Linked DNA regions of Capsicum annuum: region 1 is linked to region 2. A link is a contact called in public Hi-C data. All regions are on one chromosome and are shown on one strand. Each heading gives the region's core, a stretch centred on a gene start, on an enhancer-like site or on the middle of the called end of the contact. The rest is flanking DNA. Distances are from core to core; before and after follow the strand shown. Region 1 overlaps LOC107879851 (protein GAMETE EXPRESSED 2). Region 2 holds the start of LOC107879874 (probable acylpyruvase FAHD1, mitochondrial).

What was found. A called contact is a pair of places that touch in the nucleus more often than the background predicts.
Region 1: a contact with region 2 is called in a Hi-C map of leaf, with 1.7 times the contacts expected there. The contact joins the enhancer-like site here to the promoter of LOC107879874 in region 2. A contact is called at or near these places in 4 of 5 Hi-C or Micro-C datasets (bud, leaf and placenta).

What each region holds. Positions count from the first base shown.
Region 1 is chr1:137,706,386-137,712,455 of UCD10Xv1.1, reverse strand. It overlaps LOC107879851 (protein GAMETE EXPRESSED 2), which reads left to right. Exons shown (of 17, transcript XM_047407607.1): 5 at 1-6; 6 at 90-175; 7 at 452-584; 8 at 889-1,197; 9 at 1,378-1,502; 10 at 1,723-1,940; 11 at 2,015-2,242; 12 at 4,488-4,717; 13 at 5,195-5,433. Among protein-coding and RNA genes, the nearest start is that of LOC107879851, 5.9 kb to the left of the region's middle. Within about 2 kb of position 2,190, at least 2 of the 5 cell types and tissues checked have an H3K27ac peak or open chromatin away from gene starts, as enhancers often do. A contact at or near this core is called in bud and leaf, where this site is marked.
Region 2 is chr1:137,659,408-137,666,112 of UCD10Xv1.1, reverse strand. It overlaps LOC107879874 (probable acylpyruvase FAHD1, mitochondrial), which reads left to right and starts at 1,537. Exons shown (of 7, transcript XM_016726808.2): 1 at 1,537-1,957; 2 at 2,388-2,553; 3 at 4,669-4,721; 4 at 4,862-4,924; 5 at 5,311-5,361; 6 at 5,437-5,554; 7 at 6,146-6,414. The coding sequence starts at 1,745. The coding sequence ends at 6,261. It overlaps LOC107879885, which reads right to left. Exons shown (of 7, transcript XM_016726819.2): 7 at 6,615-6,705.

The DNA.
Region 1 (6,070 bases), core at 941-3,440, 46 kb before region 2:
TCAATGGTATGAAAATTTGAATTCATTTTTTTGGTAAATAGGATACACTTACCTTGACAATTTTTTGATTTTTTGCCTCTCTATAATAGGAACTGCATGTGGTTCGAATTTGAATTGCAGTGCACTTAATGATGTGGAACTTGCTTTTACTCCTCTGGCTGATGCAAACCTTGATGTAAAGATTTTTTAGTGTTCTTTTTGTTAGGCTTTAGAAGGGGAGCCTTGGAGTAACTGGTAAAGTTGCTGCCATGTGACCAGGAGGTCGCGGGTTCAACCCTTGGAAACAGCCTCTGCCAAAAATGCAAGGTAAGGCTGCGTACGATACACCCTTGTGGCAGGGCCTTTCTCCGGACACCGCGCATAGCGGTAGTTTTAGTGCAGCGGCTGCCCTTTTTTTTCTTTTTGTTAGGCTTTAGAATAGATGGAACTGATTGTTAATGTTTGGTTGCAGCCGAGAAACATGAGATTTAATGCCTTTGATGTTAGTTATATACCAGAGAGGAGCGGTATCTATGAAATTCGTGTATTTTGTGGAAATATTCCATTAAATGGGGGTCATCCATTCAGAAAGGCAGTAAGTGCAGGTGCATGTTTATGCTCTTTACTCTTTATGCACATTCATGAAATTGCTGTAGGAGTTAAACTAGTAAAGGAGTGCTTTCTTGTTGATACGAAGAGATGGTAACCAAATCAGAACTTTTTATTTGGCTAGAATTAGTCTTAATTTCACAGCTTGTAGCTTGTGAATTATTTGAAAAAAGCCGCAAAACAATATCTGTCCAGCCAAACATTTGTATCTATCTTATATTGATTTTTTTAATTTTATTGAGGATATGCATGGATCTGCAGATTCTCAAGTTTTTCTGATGTTCTATTGCTTTGGTGCAGGCAAAGTTAATATATCTCTTTCAGGACCTGTGAAATTCAGTCCAAAAGTACCAAAGCTGACAAAGAATGAGATCACTGTTCAACTCATGGATTCATATTCTAATCCAGTCTCCTTACAGCAGTCAAGGTTAAAGTTGGAGATTGGTTCAGTTAACAGATCGGTTTTTTTAATTGGGAATTTTAGTGATAATAAGGATGGCACGTATAGTGGAAACTACCAGGCAACGGATGTTGGCACCTATGAGTTATGTGCCTCTTTTGATGGAATGCATTTCACGCCATGCCCCTTTGGTGTGAATGTATACACTAGTGAGTTTTTTTCTGAAACTGAAAATGAAATTCTTAGATGGAATGGTAAGATAAAATGAATCTTGTTATAATGTGGAGCTCTGCTACCTTAATCATTCAACTACATGGCCATTAAATTGGTAATTTCTTGCTTGTCACGACCTGACTTCATCTGACACAAGGCTTTCTTCTGCCCTTCAGGTGAGTATTTCCCTAGAGTACAGAATGATTCGGTCTGGGTCTGGGAGGATGATTCAATTGCTTTTGATGCACTAGAAAATGACTATTTTGCTGGCCATAACATCACAATTGTTGAATTTTCAAAGGTTGGTGTACTGTCATTACACAACTGAAAGAATATATATATATACCATAGGTGTATAAAAAAATGCGTCTAGGCATTTTTTCTTGTACAGGTTATCATATAGTCCATCTACAGCTGATCAAGTTTTTTCGTAACACAATTTAGACTGTGTGTTTATTTTTTCCTTTCCTTTTTTGGTTGTCTTCGTGAAAAGTTGTACTCAATTGAATTTCTGTGAACAGCCAGGTCATGGTTCAATTCTTCAATATGGGCATCTCTTTAGATATACGCCCTTCAAAGGATTCAATGGGAGGGATTCTTTCTCTTATACAATATGTGACGTGAATGGAAACATTGCCTCTGGTGGTGTGGATATATCTGTGCTAAGCATCCCTCCTCAGGTCGTTTCAGTACCAAGTCAATTGTTGGCAACTGAAGATGTTATTAGTCCGAGATTTGGGTAAAGTTCTAGTCAAGATTTCATGTTGCTTTGGCATCTAAGAGTTTGTAATCTGATCTGCTAACTGGATGCAGTGGTTTCTCTGGACTTGAGATTATGTATTCAGATTCAACTGAAAATATCAGCATTACATTTAGTGCACAATCTGGGATTGTTTTTCTGTCTCCTATGCTGATGCAATTCTGGAAGCCAGCCTGGAGTATTTCTTCTACGTCCAAGGAGGTTGGAAATACTACCGAATTAACATTAACTGGTTGTGTTGAAGAAATCAATTTTGCCATACAGTCGCTGCAGTATTTTGGGTATGACTATTTGCACCTAAATTCTCACCATTTATTTTTGAGATAAATTTGTTTCTCTTCGGAAGTTAGTAAGCTGGTTATTATTTGCTTCTAAGTGTGTCCATTTCTAGATGGGAAGTCATCCTTGTGTATGCATAGAAGGGAATCTTTATTCCACCAACACTATTCCAAAAATCACTCCCCAATTAAATCTCCTTTCAAAATAATACCCCAAATTACACTTCCAGTCACCTATCAGGTCAACAAAAAAAAGTACTATAATATGTTATATATAGCACTTCATTCTTTTTTCACAGTTCCCCTAACTTAGGCGCCCACTCCACATGATCTAATCCCTCATGATTCATGGAACCCTTCTCCCGATTTTAGGTCTTCTTTACCTCATATTGTTCATGTGTTGCTCTTTTTGTTTTTGTTTTTTACATGTCTTTCGCTGAAAGTTTCTGGAACTAAACTCTAATCGCAAATAACATCAGTTCTTCCAAAATTTGAGTGAGAACTTAAGCACATTTATAATTGGAGTGTTCAAAACCACAATGAAAGTGTAGAGTTAATATCTCAAAAGGTCATTGAACTATGAGAAATTATGTAGCAATGTCGTTGAACTTAGCTCTTTGTCAATATAGACATTCAACTTAAGACTTTATTTTCTAATATCACTCAATTGCATTTATCATTAAAAAAAGATGATATTTGAAAATAAATACTCCCTCGTATGTGTCATAGTTTGACTGGACTTGATGCTTTTTATTAAATTGTGCTTTATTAAAATAATGTATTATTCTTATTTTTAATTAAGTGGGGTTTTATAAGTGGAATCAATAAGGATAAAGATAGAATTGTATGTTTAAATAGTTACTAAATAAGGAAAAGTGACATTTTTTTGGGGACGAATAAAAAAAAAATGATGGCACATAAAATAGGACGGGGGAGTATGTTTTTACGCCATATAAACATGAACCGGTGTCAAAGAATATAGTCCTTATTATTTTTTACCCGATCCACCCTCATATTGAGTTTCATTGAAGATGAAAACTCTATTTCTCACTAAGCTTAATCTCCCGCTTATGTGTCAGTGCACCTATGTGAAGTTTCTCAAATAACAGTACTGATGATGTACAATTCTCAAGAATGTCATCACTTAATTAGCAAGGTCAAGTTTCCAGAAAGAAATAAAACGCTACGGTGTACCTCAGATAAATAGAATAGATATTAAAAGATCTCAAATCACATTTTAAGACAAAGAATGACTACTTTTAGGAGAAATTAAGTCATAAACATGAGCAAAGACAAGTTTATTTAGCTAATGTCCATTTTAGGCCACAGGCAGAAATCAAAAAAAAGGAGAAGAGTGGACATTAAGCTTAATGACAGGGAAATATGGTTTTAGTTGTAGATGAAATCCAATTTGTGGGTGGATCAGGTATTAACAATATTAAGCTGGAGATTCTTTAATGTGGGGTTCATGTTTACATGGAATAAAAATAATTCTTTTTGCCATGTTATTTTTTTTATGATAGATGTACTTGAGTGATTTTAGAAGATCAAAACCTTAAGTTGAGTGATTTTAGAAAATAAAGGTGGGAATAAACTGGGTTTGTTGTTGATGTTGTTGAAAAGCATTAAGTTGAGGATCATAGAGAGTAAAAATCTTAAATTGAGTGATTTATTGATTTAAAGTAAAGTTCGATGACTTTACTAGATAATTTCTCGTAGTTCATTGAACTTTTGAGATATTCACTTTGAAAGTGTATGCTTATTGCACAAATAATGTTAGAATTGCGTGTGTGTGGTAAAGAATGTGTGGTAGGCTCTTAGCAGAAGATATCGAAAGAACAAGTAAACAGTTCAGAAGAATGATGGGTCAAAATAAACATATTAGTTTAGGAATTAATATTATGATCAAAGCTAGATTGGAATATCATATTTTAGTAAAAATGATTTTTTTTCTCTTAATAGCACTATATTCACAAAGCAACATGGTAGGTGAAAATAAAAGTGTATGTTTGGGAATTGCTATATTTTGAAGGTGTTACTTTGAGATTAGCTTTTGATAGAGCACCAGTTCAGAAGAAAATAATGTTGTGCTAGCCTTTCATTGCTAATGAATCAGTTACTGATAGAGCTGGAATATTCTTTTGCTAACATGAACATAGACGTCTAGTATCTGCTGAGTATGACTAATAACTTTTCAGTAGGATTAAATGTGTTATGTTAGCAAGTCTCTTATGTTTCTTTGAATCAGAAATGAAGACTTCTACGGCACTGATACAATTCAAGTCTCTACGATGAACAAAAATGGGAAGAACAGTTTAGATATTCCTATATTGGTGGAAGCTATCAATGATCCTCCACTAATTAATCTCCCTCCTTTTGTTATTATGGATCAAGGAAGTGAGGACGGATTCATTTTTACTAGAGACGGGAATAAGTCCGTTGTTTTTGTTGGAGATCCAGATCTACTGCATTATCCTGGTACGTGAGTTTGATGATGCATTCGACCCAAAGTGGATGTTAATTTATGAGTACTACAATAATTGGAGATATTCCAATCACCTATTTGGATTGGTTAATAATTTGTAAAATAAATGGATATTGAAGGTTTTGAGTCGCTCTTATTTGTGCTGATAAGTTATAGGTAAGAATTTTGGATATCACCTAGAGATTTGCAATTTATTTAATCGAAATCGATAGCTGATCCTTTTTCATCAAGATCTTCTCCAACATTATAGAAGAAAAAAAGACTACCTGCTTCTCTGGTCAAAACATTCTATATCTGGCATTGTGGTGCTCTGCCAAAAATGGCTCTATTATGCAAGTCTTACTGAAACCTCTGTCGTTTATAATTGCTGACGCTTTTGCAATATGAGGGATACAATGCTTAAATATCTGAAACATAGTTGTGTGCCTCCTTCAAATCTTACAGATTTTGATATTTAAGTTTATTTTCAGGGAATGCGTCCCGTTTCTTGGTTATGTTCTCCATGGAAGTCACCTCTGGCTTCCTTTCAACAAAGCTTCCTGCTAACCTCATTAGTACGACCGAATTAAAATTGAGAACCAGCTACCAGTGGCAGCCTCTTCAGACATATGTAACCATCTCAGAACATTTTATGGTCAAAGCCAAAGGCATTAGGTTTCGGGGTACACTAGAAGACTGCAACAGTGTCTTGGAGCAATTGTTATATCATGTTTGTTCTACACATTCTAAGTCACTCCTATCATTTTCGGCTGGTTCTGTGCCTAATATCTTCCTTTGCTATATTATTGATGTATTATTTCCTCATAATGTGGTAGTATCGTTTACCTAGTCTACAATAAGTGCATCAAGTACAAATTTAGAATCTAATCATATCATAGGCTTACTGTCCATTTCATAAGACTGTAGGTAATCAGTACAAAGTTGGAGAGCATTAAGATTAGTTCTGATAATGATTTCATTGCCCGATGAGATCACTTTTGGGTTCCTCTGACACTCTTTCAAATGTAGCCAAGTACGTTGTTCCCTGAACCTCCTCTCCAAACTAGTCTAATGAACTGAAGAACCACAACAAAAATCAAGAAATAGTATTGAAAGATGTGAAAGACAATACTAGTAATTCAAGCAATATGGTTTTGCTTTCACTTCTCATTCACCTTTCATATTTTTCTGTTGCTTTTCCAGTTTATTTCGTTTTTGTGTTCCACTATGCCAGTGAAATACGAGGAATCAGGAGGTTAGCTAATGGTATATGTGTCACTATTTTAGAAGTTTCCCAGGTAATGTCAAAGGAAGTGTCATGAGACATCAAGAGTGATCTAAGAGAGTCAGAAATGATTTTCTGCATG
Region 2 (6,705 bases), core at 288-2,787:
ATTAAATTGAACATCTTATGTATGAGGTTCAATTCGAAATTGATCAATGTGCCGCTAATAATAGGGGCAATTTTAGACCGAACTTTAAACGCAATACATTTTTGTTATATTTCATATTAGTTTAAAGACATTTTGACCCTTTTCCATTATAAAGACATTTTGACCCTTGTCAATTATAAAGAGATCTTCTCCATAATAAACAAAAGGCCTAACCAGTCGTCAGACCCCTTAAGTACGCGCGATCTTTCACTTAGACACCTCAAGTAAACGTTGCTCACTTTTAGCATCTCAAGTAACTATAAAGTGTGTCATTTTGGCACCTTTTGTTGAGTTAACAAAATAATACTATGTGTGTGTGTTACACACGTTGATGAGCTGAAAAATGACGAATAAAATGTAGACATGTGTCATTTTTATCCAAATAATTTATAAATAATTAATTTAAATAAAAAAATATCCCCTCCCCCTCCCCTAACCTACCCACCCCACTAGTCTTCTTCTTCAAACACCCCACTCACCCCACCATTCTTCTTCTTCAAACATCCCTCCCCCCACCCACCACCCCTCCCCCATCCCACCCCCTCCCCCATCAATTTTTTCATCAAATAGCCCACTCATCCTGTCAGTCTTCTTCCCCTCTTTATCTTTTTCAAAGGGGGACCCCCCACCCCCCACCCCCCACCCGCACCCGCACCTTAGTCATCTTTAATTTTTTTTCATCGATTTTGATTCGAATTTTTTTTTCAGATTTGCTTCATCTATTTTTCTTCAATTTTTAGTTTTTTTAATTGATTTTGTTTGATTTCAATTTTCTTCACGAATTTAGCTTTATTTTTTAATTTTTCATCGATTTTCAATTTTTCTTCACTGATTTTTCTTGATTTTTATACTTCGATTTTAATTTTTTTTATTGATTTTGTTTTATTTCAATTTTTCTTCACTGATTTAGCTTTATTTTTCAATTTTTCTTCATCTATTTTGTTTGATTTTTAATTTTTCTTCGTTGATGTTGCTTATTTTTTATTTTTCTTCATCAATTTTGCCCTTAATGATTAAAAAAAAGGTACTTATTATTTAATCTTCACGAACCTTTAAATGCGTATATAAATTTCACTCAATAATTCTTATCGTTAAATAAATTAAGATTGATAAAAATAACGGATAAAAATGTGAGAGAAGTATAAATTAATGGGTGTTGAGTTAATATATTATTTTTGGCAAGACGAACTTCTAAATGTGTATTGAATTTTAAAATTTTTTTCAATAATTTTCATCATTAAATAAACTTAAGATTGACAAAAATAATGGATAGAAATAAGAAAAAAAAGTATAAATTAATGAAAATAAGTTAATATACTTTTGGTGGGCCAAATTGGGCGCCATATTAGTCAAAAAAGGGTTTTCACGCGCTTTTATGGAGGTGTAATATACGCATCTTGCCATCTCAGCAAAAGATGTTAAAATGATACACTTTATGACTACTTGAAGTGGCAAAAGTGAGGGACGTCTAAGATGACGCGTGCTCAAGGGCCTGGCGATGGATTTTGCCTAAACAAAATGTTGTGCTTAACCAGTGGTACATCAAGCTTCAAGGACAGTTCCCAGGAAACCAAATTTTTGGAAAAGCAGCAGCAGCAAAGAAGAATTTCTCTTCTTCTACTCGACATTGTTGGTTATTTCCATTTCGTGCAGAGTTGGCACGGACTTTTCAAAAACACACACATATATATATATACACAATACTATGTATGCGAAAATTCAAACATTCACCGTTGCTCGAAACGTAGTGCGCTGTGGCGGTAAAGCAATCTCAAAATCATTTTCATCAAGGAACATGACCACCTCCGGCGCCGCAACGGCAGAACATCAGAATCTACTCAGCGTCGGCAGTAAGATCATTGCCGTCGGTCGTAACTACGCCGCTCACGCCAAAGAACTCGGCAACGCCGTGCCTAAGGTTATTCTCCCTCTCTGACTCGTCGTTGATTGATATTTCTTACCGAATGTCTGGGTGATCTGTAAGTGTAGTGTGATTTAACTTACGAAGGAGCCAGTGGTTCATGAATCTGACTATCTGACGACATTGTATTTGATGAACATGTCTGTAACTGATGCTTTAAGGGTTGTTTGGTACAAGGGGTAAGGGATAATAATCCTGGGATAAAATGTAGGATTACTTTATCCTGCATCTGGTTTTAGTCCCGGGATTAGTTATTCCGCCATTTGCACTATCAATGGTGAGATAAATTATCCCATATATATCTAATCCCATGAGATATCCGGTACATGGGATAACTTTGTCTATCCATCCCCCATACAAACAACCTCTAGGCTCTAAGGTGATATTCTATGTTTTTAAAAAGTGTAATGTTGATTTAATTTTGAAGGAGCCGGTGTTGTTTATGAAGCCCACATCATCGTATTTAGAGAATGGAGGGACAATCGAAGTTCCTCATCCATTGGAATCACTGGATCACGAGGTGGAGTTGGCAGTTGTCATCAACCAAAGAGCTAGGGATGTACCTGAAGCCACTGCTATGGACTATGTTGGAGGTATTATTTTAGCATTTGATGCAACATACCATACATTTCCCAAATTTGGCAAGCCTTGTTTGCTCGATTTTGTATTTTGATTATTAAGGTTGATAACTTGAATGGAATTTGACTTTATTTTGCAAGTCTAGCTCTCTAATCTTGTTTGATATAATGCATATCTAATTGTTATTGTAGCTAATAAAAGGAAGAAAGTGCCTCTATTGTTTGTTGATCTGTGCAATTTTTGACATCCAATGCATTATTAGGCTACAATATGATGTTGATCTGCTATCATGGTTCTCATTTTCTCTTTTCAATGGTCTCTACTCTCTAAACTATTAAAGCATTACACATTGGAGGAAGTTACTACTGTGAGCTTTCTTTTGACTTGCATTTTAATTTATAAAGAAAATACTTGAGAATTAGAGTGCTTCCGCCAATGAAAATGACGTTAATTCTTCTGATGCTAAGTTTTTGTTTCGGGGGTGTACTGAATTGGTGTTACTGAATGATGTGTTTGTCTTCTCTTGGTAGATATCAGCATAAATTCTTTACCAATCCCAAAGATAAAAGAAAGCTCTAGGGATATTGACTTGCCTCTTGGTTGGAGATCTTTGACAAGCCTTTAATTAGTGCTCAGATAAAATGTTGCGCCCCTGACCTATCAATTGCACTACTCAGTGTAGCTTTTTCACTATTCACTGGTTTGAGGTTATAAATAGATGGCGTGCATGATATTGGGTGTATAAAGGTTCTTATTACCCTGAAAATCTAAAGAAAAGGAATCCTCCTTTTTAGTGGTGATCTCCATTTCATCTCTTGCCATATCACCTATTGGTGAAAGGCCCCCACAGTGAACCAGTTTAAACCTCTATCATAGATCTACTACTGTTAATATTATAATGTAATAGTACACCGCAGTCAACCTCCTTTCTTAACCCTTGTTTCATTACATCAGTTCCTACCACCTCCTTGACATTATTCTTTGATCAGTCTCATAGTTCTTTGTAAGCTGAAGACCCAGAAGGCTCTTGTGTGGAGTTGAGTTAAGTCAGTGAACAAGCTGTTTCTTTTTTCCATGCTTTGTCCCACACTCTTAAAATTAGAGTATATAGTTAGGAGCTTGGATTTTTAGAAAGAATCGCTGAAATGGAGATCTGGAAAGGGAAGGAAGCGCTGAAGTCACAGTTGAGTTGTGAATTTTACTTTGTGAAGCAAATATTGTGTATGGAAGATCATTTCAGTCATACAGGATGATTCTATGACCTGTACAGGTACAAGCGTATAGTCTGTACAGGGACGACCGATTGACCTGTACAGGGGACAAGCTCATTTCCTATTTGAGGAAGTAACGTGTCTAAGTGGCACTGTGGACGATTAGGAACGATTGTTCCACCATGTTATTGGTCTTACAAGAAACTAGATATGAACATCGAGTCATTAGGGCGAGGACATTAAGGGCTGCCCAAGTAAAGCCCATGAAAGGCAAGTGCTGTTCTTGAATACTACAACTACAGGCTACAATAAATGATTTTCGATGCTCAAGTTGCACGAGTTAGATTGTTGGGCAACAAGGCTTTGATTGAAATTGATTAGAAGTAATAATCTGGATTCAATTCGGTTTGCTTGCTTATTTTCCTGTTCCTTCTTTGTTGGAGAATTTTCACATTCCACCCAGTGCCACAGAACGTTGCAGAGCATTGGCTGCTTTTTGAGAGTTTTATCTATGTTTGAGCACAAAATCAAGTTGAGGCTTGCCCAGACATTGCGATCGTTGCGAACATCAGCCAATCTGTGTGGGTAGCTATCAGCCACTTCTTGGGCAATAGATTTAAGACCTCCATAAATACCACCTTTACAATTTTGGGTTGCTGTTCCTTGGCTTAGGTCCTATTCAAGTAGCTTATTTAGCTATGTCCGTTGATTTTATGGGATACCCTTTTTGTTTTCAAAAATGGAAGCAGTGGAACAGCAAAACCAGGTTAATCTTTTTGGGGATTGTTTTTCGTTCTTTCTGTGTCTCCGTTCTTTAGACCTATTCATCCATTCGCTTTTCTTCTGAGCCTGCATTATATTGTTTGTCCCAACAAATATGTGGACTTGAGTCAGGTGGCTGGAAATTCTTTTTTTCAGGCTATGCACTTGCTTTGGATATGACTGCGAGGGAGATCCAAGCTACAGCAAAGGTTTGAATTCCTTTGCATCATATATTTTGAATAGCCATGACCATTTGTGGTATTTACTTCTATTCTTCAATTATTACTATTTGACCTTCATTGTCATACTAAGGATGGCGATACCAACTTTTACCAATTCAAACTGACAGTCTGCAGGTCTGCCATGGACTGTTGCTAAAGGCCAAGACACATTCACTCCTATTAGCTCAGTTGTAAGAAGTTTTGCTATGCCATCTATTGGTTATCATTTTTCTTTGTTTTTCCCCTAAAGTTAGACAGTACTCCCTCCGTTCCACAATAAGTTAATTGTTGGATTTTGGCACACATGTTTAGAAGAAAAAGCAAAAACATAAATTTATCATGTTTTTCCATTTTTACCCTCTTCAAAAAGCAAAGACACATGATATATCACTCCCAATGCACATTTAATGGAGGGTAAATTTGGAAAAAATTTCCAACATTTACCTTGAATTGTGAACCATTCACTTATTTTGAAACACTAAAATTGCTCCAACAATTCACTTATTGTGAAACGGAGGGAGAATATTTATCATGTTTGAGATTATTTTATGGTCATCTTTCCCTTTTTCCCTTGCAGTTACCACAGTCGATGGTGCCAGATCCACATGACAGAGAATTGTGGCTGAAGGTGATTATTTTTCTTGTTGCCTGCTTGATGTTGGTCTTCGCAATTGCAGCTGATAATGATCTGCCTACTCTGCAGGTTGATGGAGAACTTCGGCAAAAAGGCTCAACAAGAGATATGATATTTAAGATCCCATATTTGATTAGCTACATAAGTTCTATCATGACCCTTCTCCGTGGAGATGTTATTTTAACTGGTAGGATGATTCATGCTACTTCTTTGTTCAGTTGATAAATGGCCTTCAGTGAAAGTTCTTTTCCTTTTTGAATCACATTGCAGTTTATTCTAATAATAAAGTCATTGAAACATTTGCAACTCCTAGGTCTGGAATGATAAACTGAGGTCATTAGGCTTCTTTTTCTATGTGCTTGCATTTTTCTTGATACATGTGTGTGGTTTTGAGAAGAGGCGTGTGTTTTGGTTGGTCTGCTACGTTCTTGGATCTTTCCTGGCTTCCTTCCATTGGGAGTTCTTTATTACGTAATTTACTTATAGGCTCAATGCTTGTGTATCACTTGAGAAACAAAGGAAAATCATTCATTTTACACTAATCTTCTTTCTAAGAGAATGCTGCAAGCTGGTTATCTTAATAACTAATTTGGTAACCCAGCCCACTGTTTCCTATATTTCACTGAGTAATTAATTATGTTACTAATCTATTTCTAAAATAGCAAGTACTCTTAACTTTACCTAGTTTGTTGGGAACACTAAAACGCTCTTGTTCAAGTTATACAACTCTTGTTACAGTTAAGCTGATTCAGTGTTTCGATTTACTGATTTTCTGTAGGGACTCCCAAAGGAGTTGGTCCTGTTAAGGTTGGTCAGAAGATTGATGCTGGCATAACAGGTCTCCTGGATGTCCACTTTGATGTTGGAAGACGCCCAGGAGCGAAACAGCAATGATTCACTGAGTTCTTATTTTTGTTTGTTTGTTGTATACTTAAACCACTTGTTTGTGGACAATTCTTAATTTTCCTTTCAAGATTTCCCAGATATGTCGTACAATAATAAAACCACTAACTTGCATCTTTTCAAATAAAGTTACAATTTGAAATAGATGCTTGATTTTTCTTCAGTGGAATGCTTATGTATAAGTGCAATCAGAAATTTGGCACAAGGTATAAATTACTTGTAAATTGTATTCGGTTCATTTCGACATCATTATTGGTATCCCGCTGTTATATGTATATAAGAGGATCTGATTTCAGCATCCTAGCTTTTAAGTCTTGGTTGTAAAGAAAAAGAAAATCAGAATGGAAATCGGAAACCAACTTTATTTAGGTTTAATATATTTGGAAAAAGGTACAAGAATATTTTAAAGCATATGAAATGATTCTTGTATGACTC